Linked DNA regions of Triticum aestivum: all the other regions are linked to region 1. The links are chromatin contacts, called in public Hi-C maps. All regions are on one chromosome and are shown on one strand. The core of a region is the stretch at or near the end of the contact, and the rest is flanking DNA. Distances in the headings are between cores, read along the strand shown. Region 1 holds the start of LOC123053042 (probable ribose-5-phosphate isomerase 2). Region 2 holds the start of LOC123053040 (phototropin-2). Region 3 holds the start of LOC123053041 (UDP-N-acetylglucosamine transferase subunit ALG13 homolog).

The links. Hi-C and Micro-C count contacts between places; a contact is called where the count stands out from the background.
Region 2: a contact with region 1 is called in a Hi-C map of leaf, with 4 times the contacts expected there. The contact joins the promoter of LOC123053040 here to the promoter of LOC123053042 in region 1. A contact is called at or near these places in 4 of 5 Hi-C or Micro-C datasets (leaf and an unstated tissue).
Region 3: a contact with region 1 is called in a Hi-C map of leaf, with 5 times the contacts expected there. The contact joins the promoter of LOC123053041 here to the promoter of LOC123053042 in region 1. A contact is called at or near these places in 2 of 5 Hi-C or Micro-C datasets (both in leaf).

The regions. Positions count from the first base shown.
Region 1 is chr2D:337,885,842-337,889,195 of IWGSC CS RefSeq v2.1, reverse strand. LOC123053042 (probable ribose-5-phosphate isomerase 2) reads right to left here and starts at 1,318. Exons shown (of 1, transcript XM_044476420.1): 1 at 192-1,318. The coding sequence starts at 1,161. The coding sequence ends at 391.
Region 2 is chr2D:337,621,730-337,625,135 of IWGSC CS RefSeq v2.1, reverse strand. LOC123053040 (phototropin-2) reads left to right here and starts at 1,364. Exons shown (of 24, transcript XM_044476415.1): 1 at 1,364-1,669; 2 at 2,179-2,705; 3 at 2,785-2,967; 4 at 3,058-3,149; 5 at 3,249-3,406. The coding sequence starts at 2,266.
Region 3 is chr2D:337,601,076-337,604,757 of IWGSC CS RefSeq v2.1, reverse strand. It overlaps LOC123053041 (UDP-N-acetylglucosamine transferase subunit ALG13 homolog), which reads left to right and starts at 1,251. Exons shown (of 4, transcript XM_044476419.1): 1 at 1,251-1,472; 2 at 2,798-2,981. The coding sequence starts at 2,817. LOC123053040 (phototropin-2) reads left to right here. Exons shown (of 24, transcript XM_044476415.1): 23 at 1-84; 24 at 439-739. The coding sequence ends at 67.

The DNA of each region.
Region 1 (3,354 bases), core at 69-2,568:
TTCTATCCATGCCTAGTTGAGACTACTGATTTGGACCCTACTGGACCGTAGCCAATCCATTTCATGTCATGGATTGGTGAACACAAAACACAGGCACATGGCTACTATCACTGAATCGGGAGGGAACGGACAGCTGATGTAAGCCAAAGTATATATGCCTAAACAAGGAGTCAAAATTGGGAGGCGAGCAATGAACAAAACTGACTTGATAACATTATGGAGCGAAGTCCAAAATTTATTAGCTTCACCACATTAAGCTGGGCACCATCGCATTACCCATGAATAGGAGGAAACGCTGTAACAGTAACGTAGAGCAAGTTCACCGCAGGAGCAAGAACAGCTTCAATCTTGGCTTATTGTCATCTCCTCTGCAGACTCTTCCCCAGGCGGCTACTTCTTGCTGAGGACCGCCACGGTGCCGTCCTTCTTGGCGACAATCACCTTGGTGGCCATGCCGAGGAACATGCCGTGCTCGACGACGCCCGTGATGCGCAGCAGGCTGTCGCTGATGTCGCGCAGGTTGCCGTGTATGCCGTCCTCGAAGAACATCTCGACGATGTGGTTGCCGTTGTCGGTGAGAAAGAGCTCCTCCTGGCGGTCGCTGGCCTTGGACTTGACGGTCCTGAGCCTGGCGTGGAAGCCCGGCAATTTGTCGAACACCTTGCGGATGAGGCCGAGCGTGTAGGCGCTGCCGAAGGGGACGACCTCGACGGGCACGGCGCCCGTGCAGCCGAGGCGGGGGACGAGCTTGGACTCGTCGACGATGACGACGAAGCGGGCGCCGGCGCCCTCGATCATCTTCTCGCGGAGGAGCGAGCCGCCGCGGCCCTTGACGAGGTTGAGGTCCGGGTCGACCTCGTCGGCGCCGTCGATGGAGAGGTGGATCTCGGCGGCGTCGGCGAGCGCGAGCATGGGGATCCCGACGCGCGCGGCGTGCGCCTCCGTCTTGAGGGAGGTGGGCACCCCGGCGACCGCGCGCAGCGCGCCGGTGCGGAGGAGGTCGCCGAGGCGGTCGAGCGCGTGCGCGGCCGTGGAGCCGGTGCCGAGCCCCAGCGTCATGCCGGACTCCACCATGTCGACGGCGCGGTGCGCGGAGACGCGCTTGAGGTCCTCCTGCGTCGCCGCGTCGAGGGCCCGCGGCGGCGAGGCGGCGCTGCCCATGGCGGCGAGGCGAGGGGGGCGAGGGTTTCTTGGAGGGGATTGGGGTGGGGAAACGGGAGGTGGGGGATTTGGGAGTTTTGCTACGAATCTTTGTGTAGATTTTTAGGAAAGGAGGCGGCGGGAAATGGGAAGTGGAGGTGGAGCGTGTGGGGGGAGATGGCACAGAATCGGCAGCATTTATGGGCATCGGAATGCGTGAAAGGTGCGGCGAATCAGGGCGTGTTTCTCTCTCTGACCTGACGCGGTCTTTATTCGGGGGTTCTGCACGCGTTGTAAAACGGAACGGAAATTCTACTTGGTGTCCTCTCTACGCTACGTACAGCACTTCTCTCCGTTGCTTGCACTGCTGCAGTGCCATGATTCACGTTGCTGGGGCAAGAAACGGAAGGAAACGGCGTGCTTCATGCTTGATTTATTAACAATTTCGGTTGCTGATAGGCCTATCTTCAGAGGGATCCAGCTCCGTACCGTTCGCTTTTAACAAGGCAAGCTTTCTACCGCTGCCACGGCGAGACTGTGTCAGATATGAATAAATTGTGGTTCAGTAACTCTTCTTTTTATAACGTGTGGTTCAGTAACTTTGAGGAACTTGAATTTCAGTTTTATAGTGCCATGTCCAACAGTTACATGCCAAAGTCATTTATTCAGTTTAGTTAAGGAAACAATGTGTAATCCTGTAAAATACAATTCCATAAGTTCAAAAATAATTGACATGGTTTTGTTTCAAGGTAGTCCTTGTACACTTCCTGACTTCTCAAACCCAATGAAAGCCTACAAATAGTGAATTCAGCGTATCTCAAATGGCCATTTGGCTTCCTTCTACTGGAACTAGCTCACCGGGGTTCAAGTACTAACCTTTGCAATAATGCTCGTATTTTTTTGAATTGATTTTAGTCTTTTTGTTGATTTCCTTTGGTGGAAGGTACGAAGCGGCTGTGATAACTTCGTTAATCTTAAGATGATATTTCACCTCGGTCTCTCGGAGATGTTCATAGAAATAGAGTGTGTATGCATGCATTTATAGGTATGTGTGTATGTGAGCATTCTTTCGAGCCAACCTTTTCCATGGTATGTTGTGCTCCTGCGAAAGCACTGCACAAAGGAATAAAGAATATGTTTATTATGTTTCTATTTATAAAAGCAGTTTCTTTATAAAAGTAAGCATGAGTTCACGTTCATGCTTGTGCCTCAACATATTTGTTTGAGAAAACCTAGTGGTTCCAATACAGTCTGTATCTGTTATATATTTTAAGGAAAAAAGAGATGTAGATTTGTATCTTCGTTGGTCAATGAACAATGATTAGCAAGACACATGAATGGATATCCAAGTTATATTCTCGCTATTTTTTAATTGACAAGGACCTCGTGGCAAAAATGTCCTAGCTGCGATTGGCACAACCAGTCCGTACTAGGGAATTCCAAGTACTGGCCGGACCCTTTATCCAACAAACAACAATGCATGCGTTTTTTTTTTCCTTGAGGGGAACAGTGCATGGGTAAGAGCATCTCTAGCGGCAGAGCCCGTAAAGCACCACCTGTAGAAAAACAGTACACATGCCCTTCTAAAACAAATTTACGGTATCGTGAGGCATCGGGCGGAACAGATCACATAAACCTGTGCTGTAAGCGTTTTTTCCTTTTTTTTCCTTGGGCTTCTTCTTTCTCCGGACGGACGCATTCACGAACTTGAACTCCGCCGGCCAGAACGGCACCGCTCCGCCCTGCGGCCTGATGTGCCTCGTTGCCTGCTCCGGCGATGCTCCGGCCCGCCGCATGCTCCGATGATGCTCCGGCCCGCCGTCTGCGAGCTCCTCTGCCTGCCCGCTGCTCCTGTGCGGCGTCGCGAGGCCCCTGCTCCGGCGTTGACTGGCTTTACAGGATCCTCCAAAAAGGGCTGAAATCCTCCATATATGACGGATGGGAGCTCGAATATACAGGAGCCTGTAAAAAAAATTACGTGATATGCCGTTTTACAGGATCTATTCGGGGCGTTCTTTTCAGCTTGTACCGTAAATACGAATGTTTGACCGCTTATACAAGATCTGCTGTAGATGCTCTATGACCGTCTTCTTTTCTCTTTTTCTTTTTTGCATACGCGTAAGACTGTGCCTGCTAGCATGCATTTTCCAAACAGGCGCACACACCCTCTCCACGTTGGGCTAGCCCATCTACCTTTTTTTTTTCTGTTTTTTG
Region 2 (3,406 bases), core at 115-2,614, 260 kb after region 1:
AAAAAACTAATTTTTTTTGAATTTACTGTTCATCCATAGTATATGCTCCTGGAGCCGGCAAATTTGACAAATTTGACCTATAGACGAAATCAAATCACAGAATGAACTGTCTGTGAAACTATTTCACGCGGCTGACCTGTGGCGCCTAGCTCTCAGGCGCTCTGCACTAATGCAACGCCTGTGAGCTAGGCGCTGCACTAGTGCAACGCCTAGGAGCTAGGCGCTGCAATTCATCCATAGTATATGCTCCTGGAGCCGGCAAATTTGACAAATTTGACCTATAGACGAAATCAAATCACAGAATGAACTGTCTGTGAAACTATTTCACGCGGCTGACCTGTGGCGCCTAGCTCTCAGGCGCTCTGCACTAATGCAACGCCTGTGAGCTAGGCGCTGCACTAGTGCAACGCCTAGGAGCTAGGCGCTGCACTAGTGCAACGCCTAGGAGCTAGGCGCTGCACACTGATTTAGTAATTTTCTGATCACACGTGTGCGACGCTGGCCGTGTAGCGCCTATCTGTGAGGCGTTGCACAGTGTAGTGTGGCGCCTTCGTGTCGGGCGTCACACAAAAATGTCAGCCGCGTGAAATAGTTTTACGGATAGTTTGTTCTGTGATTTGATTTCGTCTATAGGTCAAATTTGTCAACTTTGCCCCGGAGCCACCCGTCCTGATAAATAAAGGGTACAAAGTGATTCAAGAATTCTGAAATTCCTACTACTACTACTACGAGATAAGGCGGCATTTAGTAGTTCTCGGACAGTACTAGAGGTGATAATCGGCAAAAGATCTGCAAGTGTTAGAAGATAGCTATCTCATTCAGTTTTCTTTTTCATAGAACAGTGCACCCGTTTTGTCTCTCGTCTCCTAATCACGCTGAGCGGACGGTCCACAAGAGAAGCTTAGTGGATGTCGTCCCCCAGCACAACCCAATCATCTGCAATCATCATAGTTTTGTAACGCGGGAAAATTTCCCCCATCCATACACAAAACTGTACTCTTTCTTCTTAAATCTCTATCTCTACCGCTAAAAATGAAGATCTCGAAGGCACACGCAATTTTGTAACGCGTGTCGTCCCATCGTATTTGTACCCGATTGTTCCTAGCTATCCACAGCAGCCGGCCACACTGGTCTCGCCCGTCGCCGTCCCACACTCGCTCGTCCGCCCGGGAACAACCTCGCGACAGCGAAGCTCAGGCGGACCTCCCCGGCAGCCCGTCATCCACTGGATCCCCTCGCGCGCTCCCGTGGCCGCACACCCGCCCCGAAAAATCTCCCCGTCGCCGTCGCCGTCGCCGTCAGCACCACCCCCACCCCTGGGCAAAACGCGTCCGCACGATGCCTCGCTCGCTCGCTCGCTGGCGACGACGCCTCCCCGTGTCGCACCGGCCGGGGTCCGTACGTGCCTCCATCGCTGGCCACAAAACGGGGGCGCCAGGGCGAGGCGACATCCGTGAGTCGACCACGGGTAGGATTGCATTATCCTCTCCCTTGCGCCACGCCCGCCATTCTTTTCCGCTGCCGCTCTGCTTTCCACTTCCAGGCGCAGCAGCAGCACCTGATACCTGATTCCGCACGCGCACGGGCTAGATAGGTCCTCGTCTGTATAGCTACATCCATCCATCTGCTCTGCTCTGCCATTGGGAGGCGCCGCACCTGACACCTCAAGGTTGGTTGATCCTCCTCTGCCTTTTGCTCTTTCTGGTTGGGCCGTGCACTTGTGTCCTTTGATGCTTGGTCCGTCGTCCTGCTGCTTACCTTTTATGTTCTTGCCGTCTCTGTACACCGGTATTCCGTGCTGGAGCTGGACGTAGCCAAGCTACCAACGCTATTTCGTTGGTCTGCTTTGGATAATGGAACAGTGAGGGGTAGGTTCCACTCTACTGTACTATATCTATCAGGTTCCGTATGTACCCTACTTCAGAAGTAGTTCTTGGCTTATCTCCACTCACGAGTCGGTTGTGTTTTTCTTTAAAATATTCGTATCCAACTCCCCTGTTCGATTTGTTTGGAGCCCTTGATTGGTCACTATACTACAGTAGAAAGTGGTTGCTCAATTTTTCACCTGTTGCACCTCAAATGTGTGTGTTCTCCCCAGACACGGTTTGCTGAATTTTACGACAAGATCATAACAACACTGCATGCGAGATACCTGAATTTTGCGTTTCTTCTTTCCAGTGCAGAAATTCAGCAGATGGTTGGTCGACCATAGTTGCACCGCTGATCAAATCAGTCTCGTCAGCGGCGTAGCACGTGACGTGATCCATGGCGGGCGCAGGCAGCTCCAAAGATGTAGCCGACTCAGTGGAGAAGTGGATGGCGTTCCCGTCCGGGTCCGGGTCCGGCGAGGAGAGCAGCTTCACCCTCCCGACGCCGCCGTCACTGTCCAGCGGGAAGGAGATCGTCGAGGAGCCGGGCGGTTCAGGCAGCGGCAGCAAGCAGCAGGGGTGGTGGCCCAAGCCGGAGCAGCGGCGCCGCAGCAGCAGCGGCGCCGGCATGGGCAGCGCCAAGCCGTCCATGGAGGGGCGCGGGTCGTCCGACGCGCTGCCGCGGGTGTCGCAGGAGCTCAAGGACGCGCTGTCCAACCTGCAGCAGACGTTCGTCGTCTCCGACGCCACCCGCCCCGACATCCCCATCATCTACGCCAGCGCCGGCTTCTACACCATGACCGGGTACTCCGCCAAGGAGATCATAGGACGCAACTGGTACGTGGGCCATCATCGCCGGTTTCTTGGTCGACCGATCAGTGCGATGAGGCATGTCTGAGCTCTGCTTTTTGTGCAGCCGGTTTCTTCAGGGCCCGGAGACGGACCAGAACGAGGTGTCCAAGATCAGGGACGCCGTGAAGGCCGGCAAGAGCTTCTGCGGCCGGCTGCTCAACTACCGCAAGGACGGCACGCCGTTCTGGAATCTCCTCACCGTCACCCCCATCCGCGACGACAACGGCAAGGTCATCAAGTTCATCGGGTACGCGCTCACCTTACTTCTCCAATGCACATGACATGAAGACATGTTCTTGCTCGAGCTGCGCTCTTATTTTTGATGGTGGACGCGCAGGATGCAGGTGGAGGTGAGCAAGTACACGGAAGGGCTGAGCGACAAGCGCATGCGGCCGAACGAGATGCCGGTGTCGCTCATCCGCTACGACGGTGAGCCACGCGCAACAACTCTGCCTTGGCCGTCGTCTGGTCACTCTCGACTCGATCGGCGCTGAAACTGACAATTCTCTGCACTCCGTGGGAACGCAGACCGGCAGAAGGAGAAGGCCATGTCGTCGATGACGGAGGTCGTGCAGACAGTGAAGCACCGGCGCGCGGACTCGCCGGAGCGGGAGCCGCCCAAGGCCAGCGACGCGGACAAGATCAGCTCGCCGCTCGTGGCTCCTGCCACCCCGTCCGGCGGCGGC
Region 3 (3,682 bases), core at 2-2,501, 280 kb after region 1:
GAAGCTGATTGGCAAGGAGTCTCAACCAAAAGTGAAGCCCGAGGAAGGTGTTATTGATACATTTTAAGGTGGAAATGACGCAAGGTAATTTTACAACATGTTCTCCGTGTGAAGTAATGTTTGTCCCTTATCGAGAAAAAAAGTAATGTTTGTCAATGTTTTGTTACGAACTTGCAAGAAGATGAATAATTGACATTTATAATGATTAAAATAGTCAAACTCTAATTGGATAATGAGAAAACGGGGGCGAGTATGAACAAGTGGATGAGTATGCGTGGACATATCATACGCGAAGGCTTGGTCTGTGCCTAGTAAAAGCAGGTCTTGTGTAATCAAAGCAGGCCGTCGTACTGAAATAAGTACATTACTTACAGTGTAATTTTTTTTCTTAATTTATGTTTTTTCTTGTTTGTAAACTGATATTATTGATTTTTGCAGGACTGTTTGCACGACGTCCATGTGGTAGGAATGGTTGTTCTTAACCAAATAAGAGGCTTGCAAGTCCTGTGAAGTGATAGAAGGAAGTGTGGCCTTCAGTGTTTTCACTTTGAGATGCCTCGAGATCCTGTACATGAGCTATTCTTTTGGTTAGATTAGGAGCTTAAGTAAATAGGATATTATTCCTGTAAAGTTTCACTCTTCCTGGAGATGGTATGGTAAGATGTACGCGGCACGGATAATGTACTTTGAAAAGATCTGATATTTGCTTCTTTACAATAAAGCTTGTATTTACAAACCATTGTGGCCGCATGCATCTTTCCGATGCAGAGGCCGGGGATGTCCTCCTTTTCAAAATAATAAATAAATTAGAAACCATTAAGATTACTGTAAAACCAAGCTTTTTCGGATGGAGGGAATACCTATTTTAAGGATATTTGGCTTATTGGATCCCCTTGATAGCTAAAAAGAAAATAATTTTCTACACGATAAAATACAGAAATCTGTTGCCGCATCTCGGTCTCGAATCTATTTCGTTCTACATAAAATATATTTCTCTGTCAAACATTCAAGCCAGTACCTTAGCAGGTCCATAAAACTCAGGGTAATTTCAAGTAAACTATTTTACTTATTTATATACTACTCACTTATTTTGGGACAGAGGGAGTATATACCAACACTAAATTCTGCACAAGGTTTTATTGCTGGAGCCTCTCGGCCATACGACTGAAAAGAAAAAGAAAAAGAAAAAAAATCAACGGCAGTCTGAGGATTGGAGACTTGGAGTACATCCGACTATTCCAATCCTCTGTTCTGTTCAGTTCATTCAGAACGACGCACGCCGCCCCGCTTCCTTCGCTCGCTCGGACCGCCCCTCCGCCCGCCGCCGGAGCTCCACCCTCCCACCCCGCCCGCCGGTCCTCCTCCCGCCCCCGCAGGTCCTCTACCGCGCGATCCCGTCCCGTCCCGCCCTGCCTTCCGCTCGACCCCAGCTCGGCCTCGTCCACGAATCGAGGGAGGGAGGTTCCTCTCAGGTGAGCTTCCCTCTCCCAATTCTGATGCCCCATGTATCTGGTTAGTTCCCCGATTTGGGCGATTTCAGGGTTTCATGTGTGCCGCGATTTTGTTTGGTATCAACTCTAGCACTAGCATGGGGAATTCACAGCACATAGTCGAGCATAATTGACAAAACTATTTTCGCAACAAAAGTAGTACTCCCTACGTTCACAAATATAAGATGTTTTGGATATTTTAGTATGGACTACATGCGGACTGAAATGAGTGAACAAACACACTGGAACGTGTCTGCATACATCCGATTCACAAAAAAGTTAGGACGTCTTATATTTGTGAACTAAGGGAGTAACTAATAATTATGACAATTGCCATCTAAATCTTGAAGGACAGCTTGTTAACGTTTTAGTCCCTCACTAACGAGGGACATCTTGTGGGTTAGATGCTAATTGGATGAAAGAGCATGTGCAAGTGTTGTACGAATTGACACACATAAAAGTGTGTTGTCGGGTCGTTCAAGATGTGAAGAAATGAAAGGCAAAGGTGGAACATAACCATTGGATGAGATATAAATTGGAATAAACATTTTTGCTTGGTTAAGTATTTTTTACATTCTTATAGATAAATAGTCTTCTTTTGCTTGGAAACTCAGTGCCTTAACCCATTTACAAGCATAAGTCATCTCCCACCGGTCTAATATGTAAATGTTTTTGGACATTGACACTTTGACACGGTCTTCAAGATTATTATTTTTTGATCATCAGTTTATGTGCAAACATGTTCTCACACATAAAAATGATTATACATTATTGCAAGTATATGTATTGATAAATCTAACAATGTTAAGTTTTTTTTTTGGATTCTAGCAATTCTTTGTTTATACATGTTTAAACTTAGAAACATTTTACTAGCATTAAATTTTAAAGAACTTACATTTTGAATCAGAGGTAGTATCCGTTTCCTTTAGTTTCCCTTTTAAATGTTAACAAGTGATATTGAGTCGCCGATTAGTTGGCGGCTTGGCGCTTAATTGCCGCGACTACGCACTTGCCGGTGTAGCGGTTGTGGCTTGCTTCTATGATTCGAGCCGCACATATGGAAGGCGACTTGCTCCTACTAGTCGGTGACTATGAACGCCGAGCCATGCGTGGCTCGATTCGGTGAGACCTAGTGGCAGGAATCTATTTTGATGATAGTTGTTCTGTGCTATTGATCAAGTGGGATCTGAAAATAAGAATGTTATAAAAGGACACACCTTTTTTTGGATCACGACTATAGTCTATAGTCGTGACTCTGACTGTATTTGACAATCAAAAAACCTTGATACTAACTTGTTTTTCTACAGAGCTTACTCTTCAGAAGGAATGGGAGATAGAGAAAGGCGAGTGGTGTTTGTCACAGTAGGGACGACATGTTTCGATGCTCTTGTCAAAGTGGTAGATTCTGAGGAACTCAAACAAGCACTACTGCAGAAAGGTTACACAGACCTTCTGATTCAAATGGGCCGAGGAACATACAAGCCATCCAAGGTAACATCTGTCTCCATCTTGCAGTCAGTTTTCTTTGTGTGGTTTTGCTTAGTGACTGGCCGACTGCACCTTTTAGTCAATGCAGTATTTTGTTATCAAAATCGCAATCTACAGCATACTTAATAGGTAAGAAGGGAAAGTCTGATAATGTTTTGCAATCTCGTCAGGTTCTACTACTGCAAGGAGTAATTGATTTGTAATGTTGCTTATTAATCCTTAAATGGACATAGTATCTGACCAACTGAGATCTGTAACTGCTGATCTGACATCTAGGTGTAAATTGCGCATTGCTTGTGGAAAGAAATTGCATGAAGATATTTGTAACTAATTGTGGCATCCTTATAGATGCTGACACTTTTAATGCTACAATCATTTACATCTTTTGATGCATCACATGAACAAAATTCCAGACTTGCAAAATTTATGATAAAGCTAGACAGGAAAGGTGGCAAAAAAAAAAGGGAACATATGCAACATTAGGATAACACATTGGCAGAGATAAGTTTGATTGTCCACACTTCAGGCAAGTTCACAATGTTTTACTTTTTTGTGTGCTAACTACTCCCTCCGATCCATACTGGTCTTAGATTTGTCTAGATATGGATGTATCTAGACACGTTTTAGTGTTAGATACATCCGTATCTAGACAAATCAAAGACAAGTAATATGGATCAGAGGTAGTATGATAATTTGAAGTCTCA